Linked DNA regions of Mus musculus: region 2 is linked to region 1. A link is a contact called in public HiChIP or PLAC-seq data. All regions are on one chromosome and are shown on one strand. Each heading gives the region's core, a stretch centred on a gene start, on an enhancer-like site or on the middle of the called end of the contact. The rest is flanking DNA. Distances are from core to core; before and after follow the strand shown.

Region 1 (6,302 bases), core at 2,659-5,158:
GAAGTGTCCAGGATTGGTAGATTCACAGAGACAGAAAGTGGGTTAGTGGTTAGTGGTTACCGGAAGCCAGGGGAAACGGGAAAGACACGTGAGAATAAGCATAGGATTTCTCTTTGCCGTAATAAAAACCCTCTGAAAGGGCAGAGTGGTAATGGTTACATAACTCCAAATGTAACAAGACCGCCCATGTATACACTTTAAAATGTGACTTTTATGAAATATAAATTACATATCAAATGTATGTTTTAAAACTCCCATTGGGGAAGGACGTGGGAAATTAAATCTGCCAGTTCTTGCAAATGCTTGGCTGGTATAGATTTGTGTGTGAGTCTCTGTGTGTGTCTGGTGTGGATGAGTTAGGAAGAGTGGAAGCAAGATACCACAGTCATCTCTTGTTAAGTAAGTTTCCACAATCCCACGTGCAGAGCAGGAGCACCGGGGCTTCGAGATTCGAATGAGACCACACAGCCCCTCTTATGATTGGCCTCCTAAACTTCTCGCCATCTAGGAAGGTCTAGGGAAGACTTGGAATAGCAGTGGCTGCATTTTGCCTTGTCATCTGCATCCTAGTTGTCCCCCATGTAAATATCTTTCTCACACTCACAGGGTCATTACGAGACGAGAGTCAAATCTGATTTTAGATGGAGGTCTGCCAGTTGTCAAGCTAGCCTGCTGGTCTGAGTTCACTCCCATAAATGCAAAAGAAGAACCAGCCCTGTGAACCAGTCCTCTCGGACCTACATACTTGTGTGCTGGCAGGGGAGACCACACACTTACGTCACGTGCATGTACATGTGCCCATGTGCATGTGTGCACACTCCTGCTATTACCACTAAACTTTTTTAAATTAAAAAAAAATTTAAGATGGGAAAAGGAGCCTTAAGGAATTAAACACAGCCTCTAAGTATAATACAAACACATGAAATAATGGATGATGTTTTAACTTGGTGACATTGTGGTGGCCGCTTAATATACACTGTGATGGTCTGATATGCAGAGATATCTGGTTAATTTTTGTTTTCCCACCTTAACACAGTTTTCGGAATTGGAGCGCTGGTATGGGAGGAAAGGGAGAAGCTCGGAGCGGAGTTATCCGCACGCAGGGCCTGGCCTCTTGTTACTAGCGGCCAGGAGACTTTGGAATCGAACTTGTCAGTTAAGGAGTGCACGGAGAGGAACTTGTCAAGGTGGAGGCAGCTTGAAGCCACCAGGGACCTGTTTGTTTAGCTATGGAGACTAATCGTGTTTTCAGCCTGGCTGCAAACATTTGGGATTTCCCAGTGGCTTACTTTGCTTCTGGATACAGCCTCCTGACTTTCCTAGATTTCACATGAACCAGTGTGGAGTTAAAGCCTGCTTAAGGTTAGCTGGGTTATAGGTGGTGTGGACTCCCAGCTTCTGTCCCCCAAAAACAACAGTGCTGGAGATGCGGGGCATCATTTACTTACCCCATTTTTTAGCTAAAACCAATCTTTGGGACTCAGTCTGGAGAGTCCTATAGCTGAACATATGCAGATGTTTTTGTCTTAGGAACCACTGAGAGAACTTTACTCAAGCTAATTCCTAGGTGAAGAATGAGCAAAAGCTGTTTCATTTCCAACATCCCTTAGGAAAAGAGGAATATTCTCACGCCAGTTTCTCCCCACCCCACTTGTCTTGGTGGCTGTGATACATTTACGGTCCTTGCAGATCAGCCAAAAGGGTAATGATCCTCAAGCCCGGCTAGCGACGAGATCTCTATAGAGGATGCTAACAGAGCGGACACTGACTTAGCACCATCCCTGGGCAGCATCTGCAGAGGCAGGAAGTACCCTCTCGTCTCCATCAGATGTCTGGGTCTGGGATCCCTTCCATGAGAGAAACTCTGAGGGCTGCCAGGACTCTGCAGACTTCTCGCTCCAGTTCCTGGATCGTGAGTCTCTGCATTGTGTTCCGGAATCTTCCATCACCCTTGCTGACTAGAACCAAAATGAAGAACAAGGGCTGCCTGGCCATGCATTCAGGAACCAGGAGCACTAACTGTCGGTAGACAATGCGGGCTGCTTAGGTGTGTTCATTCCTGTGCCCTCGAGTGCCACCTACATCCCTGCCTTCACGGTATGCGTGTTCCCTCCCCATCCTCTCTCATCCCCTTGCACTTACAAATCCTACCTAGCCCAGCACTTGGGAGGCTGAAGCTGGAGGATCAGGCCAGCTTTGGTAACACAGCAGTTAAAATGCACCAGCCCCCCCCCCAGGTTGCTTTATTTTTTCACTTCATCAGGATGTGCGTCTGGTTGTTCCTCTCACTAGTTGTTTAGTTCCTTACATATGTGCACATCAAGCCAGAGGTTACCCTGAGTAGTGCAGCTGTCTAGCCTTGAACCAACTTAGCGCAGAACTAGGCAAGGCCTTGAGACTGGTGGTGTCTAACCTGAAGCCAGCAGTTCTACAGGAAAGTGTGAAGGGAGTTCTCATCTATAAAAAAAGAAACAGTAACTCAATTGACGTGAGGTTTGCAGAATGCACTTTAAGCATAATCAATATCTACCTTAAGTACTTCATTAAATAGTTTGATTGAAGTCACCGAGTTGCACATCCATCCTCCATGCTGGCTAGAGACGTCATCATGGAGACTGCTTTCAAGATGGATCTTATCACTTGGTAGAGGTATGCTGTGTGCTTACCTCTAGAAAGCAGGTTTCTAGTCTGCTTTCTTTTGTGGGAAAAGTCCAAGAGTGGAATGCCCAAGTTAAACCTTACAGGATAGAGATGGGGAAGGGATTGTTGTAAATCATTAATATAGAGCAGACACGGTTTATTTTTTCTCCAAAGAAAAGAGAAAGCAGGGAGTTTTCCAGGCAAAGCATACAGATAGGGGGTGGTAGGGAATGGCCTGCACCCCTAAAAGGATGCCTGCAGGAAGGGCCTTCCATGCTGACCTCCAAAGGCTAGGAGTGTGACTGGGCAAAATATTCACCTGCATCTGCCCTCTCTCCTTTCCTTCTTAGAAAATCTTTTACCGTGTCCTCAACTCTTCAGTTTTCAACCACAGATTAAGGAAAGGCTCATTAGAAAGTCTGAGGCCATAGGCGTTAAAGAAATTATCAACCCCCCAAAGTCAATATCCAATTACTATACCATTTTGGCTGTTCCACACAATTAACCCTGCTGCAGAGTCCAAGGGAGGCCAGGGGAAGACCCACGCTGCTGGGTGCTATGGCTTCTGGCTTAGTCCTTCCTATTGTGGGGAGACCCACACTGCTGGGTGCTGTGGCTTCTGGCTTAGTCCTTCCTGTTGTGGGAGACCCACACTGCTGGGTGCTGTGGCTTCTGGGTTAACCCACTGTGCTGTACTGCAGGGGTGGGTAGCCCCAGGCCTGGATCTAGGAGGTGTCAGCATTCCAAATAGACTTTATTCTACTTTGCCTTGAGACCCAAAGCGAATGACAGGCAGAGAGGGGCAAGATTTGATCAGAGGCAAAGGGGAGCATGAAGGATTTTGCTTTCTTAGTTTTCATTTTTCAGCTCCTATCCAAGTAATAACCGCCCCATTGGGAGGATGCGGCTCAGTTTTATTAGATCTCCTTGAAAAGTGTCCCTCAGTGCAGATAGCAACTGCCGGGTTTAAAGCTAACTAACGTGAATGTGATTCATTAACTTTAAAATCGAGCTCCGGGGTAGTCACGTCTGATTTTCCTGAATTTTGTTGAGAGCAAATGGAATCTTTTCAGTGGACTGCATTTAGCTGTAGGAGAGAGGTTGAAGAATTGGCAATGGGCTTGCTGGAAAGTCCCACAAAGCAGTTGTCTGTAGGGATTAAATCTCTGACTGTCCTTGTCTGTCAGGAAAAGCCCTCTGGGTTGTGGGCAGCTCCCAGCAATGCTAATGTGCTGCTGTCCAGGGAGGCGGAGCAGCAGCCTGCTAGGTTCAGAGCAGCGGTGGCGGCGGCGGCGGGGAAAGCCTGGCCGTAGGTGTGCGTGGGCGAGAGCTGGGCGCGCTCCGCCTGAAGTGTGCAGAACAGCAGCCATATCTTGCCACGGGGATCCCTCCCCCCAAGAGCAATTCGGGTAATTCCTAAATGCTAATGCATTTCAGCACCAGAGTGGCCCGTGCTCTTGTTGCAGAGAGGAGCAGGAAAGCATGAAGAGAATGATTTAAAACGCCAATCAGTTTCTGGAGAACGTAGCTTTTACTCCCTTGATGAAGCTGTTCAAGAAGGACCTTGCTGTTGCCAAATGAGTTTGCGATTCTAGGATGCACAGGCAGGGGTGGCCCTTGTTCTCCCTCACCTAGAGTTCTCCTGCCCCTAGCTCAGTGGTTCAGGACCTTCCTCGTCCCGTGACCCCTTAATAAAGTTCCTCATGTTGTGCTGACCCCCAGCCACAACACTATTTTTGTTGCTACTCCATAACTGTAATCTTGGATAATAGAGGGTTTTGTCAGAGGGATCGCGACCCCCAGGTTGAGAACCACTGTTGTAGCTGCTAGGCATGCAGCTGCCCTTGCGTGATCCAGCAGGAGAATCTCCTCAGCTCCCTCACACAGTGAGCGGAACGCCTGGTGGTGGCCGCCTCTCCAGACAACCCTGCCTGCGCTGCTGCCAGTCAGGGCTTTCCTCATAACCTTGGTGCTTCTGCGGCAAGGTTAGTGGTTGAGCTTACCACACTTGTCATCTCTGCCTTCACACACCATCCTGATTCCTCCCCAGCCACCCCTCCCACTGGGGTCCCGTAAAGTTGCAGGTGGTATGCAGAGACTGAGGGTGACATTTTAAAAACACACCAGAGTTTTGTTTTTGTTTTTATTTTAAATGGTCATAATAGAAACCCCAGTGTCTAAAAACATTCTGTGACCGTCACATTTAGTGGCAGCTTAGAGGAAACTGAATATGAAAGAGCCAGAGGTACTCTAGGGAGGCACGCTTGCTCAGTAGCTATTTATCTGGGGTTGAGATGAGCTGCTTTTATGTGTTGGTATGTAGTCAAGAATTGCGTTTTCTTTCTCACTTTGAGTGTCTATGTAAATTCTCCAAGTGGAAATGAAGCTCCATTTATCTCCGAGTGTCCCCGGGCCAGGCTTCTGTAAGACCTCACAAGGCTGCGGGTTTTCATCTTATTTTAATTTGCAAGAAAAGCACTATAATGCATGTGTAGCCATTTATTTTAATCTAGTGTCAGTTGTCGGTGTAATCATGGAAATGAATGAAGGGATCCCTGAGACAAAGGAGGTTTTTATAGAAATCAAAGGAGCGTTGCTCAGCAACTCTTAATTAATAGTTGTTTACTGACTGTGTATTCCAGGGACATGTCGAGCAATTTAGGGATCCTGAAGAAAATAGCCACTTCCTCCACTCCAAGCCGCTTCTCTCCAGTTTGAGAGGAGAGTTACAAGACTCAAGGAAGGCAGTTTACTACAGTGAACACACAAGATGACAGATCGCCAGTGTGGTAGCACATACCTTAAATCCCAGCCCTCAGAAGACAGAGGCAGGCAGCTCTCTGAGTTCGAGGCCAGTCTGGCCTACGTAGTGAGTTCCAGAGAGCCAGAGCTACATAGTGAGACCCTGTCTTAAAAAATAAAATAAAATAAAATAAAATAAAATAAAGACACTTTAGTAGACTGATCTGTTGAGAGATCATTTCAGTAGGTATGAATTGCAGAGTCAGAGGCAACACCAGTTTGTAGTCCCGGCTGGCTGTGGGGTTTTGGCAGGGTTGGTTCAATAGCTGGGCTGCTGTGGACTGCACTGGAATGTTAGGGAGTAGCCAGCCATTGTTTACTCTCCTCCCAATGAGTCACATCGTGGGAAGAGCTGTGCTTAGAATCAGATGTGTCTGATTTCAGTCACGGGCTGCTCTCTGCCCTGTGCCCGCCCTGGGTGTCAGTGTTTATAGAAAGGGTAAGGATGATAGTTACAGGTCACAGGAGGGTTGGGATTAAATTATGCAGAAGCACGCACATACAGTGTCCCCAGCTTTCCGACTAAGTGCAGCCTTCCTGAAGACATGATGCGTGGGCAGAGACGTCTGCAGCGTTAGTTGTCTCCTTGCTACCTGCTTTCGTCCACACCAGTAAGCTCAGGTTTCCCTACCTTCTTTTAGAAGTCACCATGGACTGGACCTCACATGGCCAAACGCAAGGACATGCGTATGTAGGAAGGGAGGGATTGTTCAAGGGACGTATTCTTAAGCATTCAATAAACTTTTCCCAAGTTTAACACTATAAACGACCTTTATATCAAGTTGAAGAAAATATAAATTGAAAGACAATTATGCTGAGTTTGCACCTTGTGGCACAGAATGTGTGCCTGTTTTGGGCCT
Region 2 (6,460 bases), core at 3,599-6,098, 290 kb before region 1:
ATTCTTTTTTTTTTTTTTTTTGTGGCATCTTGGGAGGAAATGGGGTGAAGGCTGGGGTAAGTGAAGCCAGGATGTTTAAGAGACATACATCTAGACCTACCAATATAAGACACACACACAGACACACACACACACAGACACACACACAGACACACACAGACACACACACGCACACACGGACCTCTCTCTGAACTCTGACTTCATTGGTTTGAAGAAGTCCTGCCATTTTATCTTCTTTAAGGTCTTTGTTTTTTTTTTTTAATTTTATTTTATGGGCATGAGTGTTCATATATTCGTGCACATGTGTACCATGTGCATGCAGTGCCTGTGGAGGCCAGAAGAGGGCATCTGATCCACTGGAGCTGGAGTTGTAGGTGGCTGTGAGCCACTATGTGGGTGGTGGGAACTGAACCCGGGTCTTCACAAGAGCAGCCAGCGTTCTTACCAGCTGTGCTGTCTCTCCAGACCTTGCATTTTCATGGTAACAGACCCAAAGTGGGAAAAGGACGAAGTTAGAAACAGATGGGAATTTCTTCTTGATGGGAAATGGTTCTGGGGAGATGGACTGGCAACATTAGGAGCCAAAGCCCTTTATTAACTCTCATTTTGGCTAATTGCTAGGTTCACAACTATTTAATCAACACAAGAGGGCAATCAATTTCAACCTCCTAGCAAAAGCAGGCTAGAAATTCTGGCCAAATATGACTTTGCACCCAGATTTCCAGTTTCATGATTTGTTCTTCCATGACCAAGCTCTGCTTGCAAGGTCTTTGGTCCTAAATTAACTGTTGTACAAGCTAAAACACTCTGTCATCAAAGGAGACGTCTTCAACACTGCATTCATTACTTTCAGATATAAATTCATGATAAAATATGAATTAGCCTATCATAATTGATAGCTAACTTAAGGTCAAACCGATGCCTGCAGCAACCTTTAAAAATAGAGGTCTGCTCAGGCCAGTTGTGTAACTCAGAGTAGAACATCTGGCTAGCATCTGTGAGGCCCCAGGCTGGATCCTTGGCACCTCAAAAACCTTACAAACAGCAAACCAGAAAAGGCTCTCACAAAACAAAGACGAAAAGTCTGTCTACAGAAAGGAGTGCTTCCTTTATGCAAACATCCCGTGTCTAGCAAAGGGTTAAAAAACTCACCTAAACACGTGCAATCAGTAGATCATAATTTCCACAGACACAAGCTGGGTACTGGATAGTGCAGAAGCGCTCTCCAGTGGGAGAACTAGTCCCTTACTCCATTAAAGACAAGCCTACCCCTCAGCTAGGAGAGCACCTGCTGTGGACACAGGCTGGACCTAGAAGAACCTAGCCTGGCTCTGAGTCCTTTCAGTTTTTTCAACATCCAAGGCAAGGAAGAAACATGTCTAGGCGAGAAGCGGTTAAAAAGCAGTGGTGTTCGTGGACAATTTCTTACGCAAACAGAACTCGGGGACATCAGAATGCTGGCCATCTTGTTTCTTCTTTAGCTTCTGGCTTTTAAAAGCTGTGATGGTCCAATGGCAAGCCGATCAGAAGGGCTCATTTTCAAGGCCAGTGAGGTCAGGGTGACCTCAGTCACCATGGGAAGCACGAGGGCGGCAGCAGAACTGCCTGTAAAGAAGCCTTGTCTTGATCACCACGACGCTGGTCCTTATTCACAGAGCATCTTCAGTGCCAGACTGGGGTTCTGATCATGGCCACGTGACGACTGCTGTCCTGTGGGGAAGGTCTGGGGCCTGCGGTGAGAGTTTCTGGGGAGACTCTGGGAAGAGTCCAGGCTCTCCCGTGGGTCTGAGTGCCTGGGCAGCCAGCAGTCCAGTCTCTGCTTCAGTCTGCTCCTCCCCAAGTGCTGGTGGGGCTTTGTGGCTGCCCTTCACCTGTACTGGGTACAGGCAGTGTTAAAGGATGGCAGAGAGTGGGGCTGAGTAGAGCTCCCGAGACGCCAAGGTCTCTAATGTCAATGCTGCTCACTCTCCTCTTCCTCTCTAGTAACATTATTATCAGTCGATTTGATCCTACTCCTGCTCATTCCCACAGAACCTTCCACAATGGGGCCTGACTCTCTTTATGTAAATAATCAACCCTGTCGTCTCATCATTAAGCCTTCAGTACCCTCTCGCTGTTCTGAGTGAGGGCTAGGCTCCTTCTGTGCCTCTCTGACCACAGTTGTCCTTGCTCTGGGATGCTCCAGCCATACTCCAGCCATACATACATTCTTGCACGTTAACCATTTTGTCAATGTGGCATGAGCTAGTGTCATCTGAGAAGATGGAACCTCAACTAAGAACCTGCCTTATCGGACTGGCCTGTAGGCAAGTCTGGTGGGGGCGTTTTCTTGATTAATAATTCATACAAGAGGGCCTCTGTGGGTGGTGCCAAAGCTGAACAGGTGGTCCTGGGCTGTATAAGAAAGCAGGCTTAGCAAGCGAATCATGGAGAGTAAGCCAATAAGCAGCCTTCCTCCATGGTCTCTGCTTCAGTTCCTGCCTATAGGTTCCTGCCGTGGCTTCCTCTGACAAGGAATCATAACCTGTAAGCTTGCTCCATCCTTTCCTCTCCAAGTTGCTTTTGGTCATGGTGTTTATCAGCGGTGCAAAGCAGACTGGGTAAGTCCTTCCCCCGCCTTCTCGAGATCATGTTTCAGTGGATTCTGCCTTTGGTCCATCGTTTTCAATCTGTGCAAGACTCCTCAGGAGATCTCTCCAGTTCTCATGGCTTTAAGGACCAATGATTACCAAACCTGGCTCAGGGCTCCGAGGCAGATGTGCATGCTGAGCTGCCTTGTGGTCATCTCCACGTGGACAGCCTATAGTTATTTTAAATCCAAGGCACCTACAACAGAATACTATCTTTCTTCCCATCCAAATGAACTTTTCAATGTTCTTCAGTTCCAGTGCATGGAGCCATCTGGCTTTGATCAAGAGACCTGGGGTTATTCTACCCTCTCTCCTACTCTCTGTGTACTGTTCACTATTCTTCTCTCTTTGGGCCTTAGAGCTGAGAGATGTATTCATTCCCGAATGGTTCACGACACGTTCTCATTATTATTGATACCTCTGCAAAACCCAGAGGTTCCCATGGTTTTATTTCTCCCTGTATCCGAGGCAACCTACCTTCCCATCTTTGAAGTGCTTCTTCAGCTGTCTCTGCATGGCGGTCAGCTTCTTGGACTGCACTCCACTGTAGGCCAGCAGCATGCCCCCGAACTGCCTCTCAGAGATTCTCCCATCTACCGGGTCATGGCGTTCAAACTGGGGAGGAAGCAGACAGAGTGTTCTGGGAGTTACATGGAAGGTATTTTGGTGTGGGCTGTGGGATGATCAATTGTGTTTGAGGGGAGAAATGAATCTGGCCCTTGGTTCCTCACAGAGAAAGCAGAACTGCTTAAACGCCTGTGTGACGTCATCACAATGAAGGTCATTACTCTGAGTTACTAATATGCACCAATAATAATAAAACCAAACAGTTAAACTCAGAACAGACAACCCCTCCCCATCCCCCCTTGGGTCAGGAGCATCCTTGAGGAACAGGGCCAATTTTAAAACTATAGAAAATTTCACAATTTTTCTCTTTTCTTCTTTTTAGACAGGCTCTCACTATGAGTTCCTGGCTGGCCTGGGACTCAGCATGTAGACCATGCTGGCCTCGAACTCACAGAGCTCTGCCTGCCTCTGCCTCCTGAGTTCGAGAGTTCATACATTAATAGTAATAACCAGTCTCTAAGATCATCCATGACCTTGCTTCTTAGAGAAGACTTAAAATAAGGATTTTAAGTCTTATCAATCATGCTTATGCAAAAATCAAATAGATCCCTAAGGATTTCAAACAAGCGTAATGTAATTAACAAGTTTTCTCAAAAAGGATATCTGAATGATAGGACATCAATAATGCTTAAGAGAAATATGTAACAAGACAAAGAACCTTGAGCTAATCTAAGCTTATCAGAGCACTGAGATTTCATTTAGAAACAGGACAAGGAAGCTCTCTTGGTCCCAGTTGCAATGTTAGTTCTATGTAATATGTAACACGTAATGTTGAGGTTTGGTCTTTTGCTATGTATTAGAATTATATTATTATAATGTATTATAATGCTAAATACTGGTCCCTAAGGCCTGGTTGCCCCCAAGGATGAGAAAATCTGCACATAGACTCAAGTGATGCAATGTCACCTTGACCCCTAAGTTACTCCTGATTGGTGAATGAAGATGCCTACAGCCTATAGCTGGGCAGAATTGATATAGGCAGGGCTTGGAGTTCCCAGGCTTGGGATCTGAGGAGACCATGAGAGAGGGAGAGGATGGGAGAAGAAGATGTCATGGGTAGGAGAGTCATGAAAGCATGGCTATGAGGACTGGCCAACTGAAGTTAAGAGCAGTTCAGACGAAACATGGAGAATTATAACTCAGGGTTATTAATGGGGAAATAGATTCTAATAGCTTAGAGGGTGGATATCTGCCCAGCTCTAGTGCTGATTAAGGCTAATAATAATAATAATAATAATTATAAAAGGCAGGGTAGGCCTAGTGGCCAAGTAGGGGCCAAAAGGACAGGAGGATGGTAGAATGTCCTCACACTCCCACATGGCAGGGTTGATCTGCTCTCCTGAGAGGGAGTTCACAGATGTCAGATGGTACTAAGTAAGTTCATGTCAACAAGCATGTCCCCACCGTCTTCTCCTTGTCCAGCACTGTGTGAGTCACCGTGCGGCATGGGAAGGAAGATCCCTGGGGACCTCTGCTAGGCAGATGACACATGTAAGACAGTGATAAAAATGGAAATATCCAAGAGTAGATTCTTTCCAGTCTTGCTTCCTCCCTCATGAGTCACAGAGTATACAAGCCACAAGAACTACACCGCAATAACAACTCTTTACTGCGCATGCACCTCACTCCAGAAGTTCCCCGTACACTCTCTCATTTAAATCTTTGTCAGGTCGGTGGAGCTTCTTGGCTCTGCTTTGCAGACAAGAAGCCTGAGGCAACGTGCAATTGACTAAGCTGGGTTAGCAGATGTAGTCCATCTGGATTCACAAAATTCCCTACTTCTCTGCAACCTTCAGGGCAGCACCCTGATATTCTGAATAAGCTACAACAGTGGGGAGGAGGGGCGGGGCCGAGAGCCGGCTGAAGGAAAGCACAACTCCTCCTGCAAAGGAATCGACATCACCACCACAGGCCAGAGGCTCCTTTCCCACTCGGGCCCACAGCAGTTCCCATCCGTCACTCCGTCTCTTGCACAGAACTGATTAATTTCTGACAAAACCCAAAGTTTTGGGGGGATTCGATTTAAGTTTGATTTATGGCTCAATTTGCCATCCTGAAACAAAACGGAGGAACTGATAAAAATTCTGAAAGCGGGCAACGTTTTGCACTGTTTAAAGCAGGTTTCCCGTAGGGTCAGATGGCTGAGCTGGAGTTGACCATACAGAATGTATTTACAGGCAGGGTCTACCCCAAAGCTGTGCCCCGCGGCTCTCTGGGCTGGCCTGGAGGATCTGGATAGACATGCCTGCCTTTCTGGAACTCCCTACCAGGGTGGAACAAGGCAGATTCGAAGTTGAAATGCTTCTTGTTTGTAAACCTGACAGCGGCTGGCTTGCTCAGGGTTCATGAAAAGCCTTCAGTTTCCACCCTCTAAAGGCACAAACATTCCTCTGTTGTGTTTCAAGGGCAGTTTCTAGGGGAGAGCCTCAAGTAGCAATTTCAATGCTCAAATTAGTATTTTTACTAGTTTTTGAAGACACAAACTTGGCTTTTGGTAACATGTTCCACTATTATCAAGCAATTAGAACCCAAAAGGCTTAAACATCAATATTTGTCCTTTCTGCAGCCTGGCCGACTTCAAAACTCATGGCTTCAGCTCTATGCTTTCACTTTGGACAGCCAGCATCTCTCAGTTTAGCCTACGGGGTCTTCTGGGGTAAAGCTACCTAATGAGGTTTTTCATGTTGCAGAGGATCAGGGTCTTGTGCATACCAGGCAAGGGCTCTACACTGAGCTCCAGCCCCAAGCCATTAGGTTCTGAGGGCTTAAATGAGGCCAAGCTGGCAGGGGTGCGGTGGGGTGGGGTGGGGTGGGGTGGGGGTAGAGGGCGTGTGTGTGTGTGGGGGGGGAAGGTAGGTGGTAGGTGTTTCACACACTACATCTGCTAACAGACACAAACATTCTACTTGTTCAACATTTTAAAGTTGAAGACCTACTAAATGGTAGTTTGGGAGTTTTGAGGACTGCATTTCGGGGATCTACTGACTAAAATGTCAAGGGCCATGGATAGATGTTACATGGCTGGAGAGATCATGTGTACACTTATTTTTTTGACATAGACTTCTCACTGTGCAGCCCACACTGGCCTCAACCTCATGATCCTGCTGCCTCAGCTCTCTAAGTGTGCCCCGCCATGCCTGACTCCCATCTTGTATTCTTTCTTAGCATTTCTGTTGCCATGAAGAGACACCTTGACCATGGCA

The links. HiChIP or PLAC-seq counts read pairs in DNA pulled down with a chosen protein or histone mark.
Region 2: a FOXA1 HiChIP or PLAC-seq map of pancreatic cancer cells shows a contact between it and region 1. The contact joins two enhancer-like sites. A contact is called at or near these places in 5 of 39 promoter capture datasets (the C10 cell line, the HPC-7 cell line, cranial neural crest and 2 more), 1 of 15 datasets of contacts at CTCF or cohesin (the NIH/3T3 cell line), 3 of 484 Hi-C or Micro-C datasets (bone marrow-derived macrophages, long-term hematopoietic stem cells and muscle stem cells), 6 of 115 datasets of contacts at active chromatin or transcription factors (embryonic stem cells, extraembryonic endoderm stem cells, forebrain and 1 more) and 1 of 9 other capture datasets (liver).

Annotation. Positions count from the first base shown.
Region 1 is chr10:59,537,242-59,543,543 of GRCm38.p6, reverse strand. The region is part of intron 1 of Mcu (mitochondrial calcium uniporter); the gene reads left to right. Among named protein-coding and RNA genes, the nearest start is that of Gm40671, 35 kb to the left of the region's middle. Within about 2 kb of position 3,908, at least 171 of the 459 cell types and tissues checked have an H3K27ac peak or open chromatin away from gene starts, as enhancers often do. A contact at or near this core is called in muscle stem cells and pancreatic cancer cells, where this site is marked.
Region 2 is chr10:59,823,974-59,830,433 of GRCm38.p6, reverse strand. It overlaps Micu1 (mitochondrial calcium uptake 1), which reads right to left. Exons shown (of 12, transcript NM_144822.3): 9 at 3,108-3,245. Among named protein-coding and RNA genes, the nearest start is that of Gm23803, 9.4 kb to the right of the region's middle. Within about 2 kb of position 4,848, at least 91 of the 459 cell types and tissues checked have an H3K27ac peak or open chromatin away from gene starts, as enhancers often do. A contact at or near this core is called in muscle stem cells and pancreatic cancer cells, where this site is marked.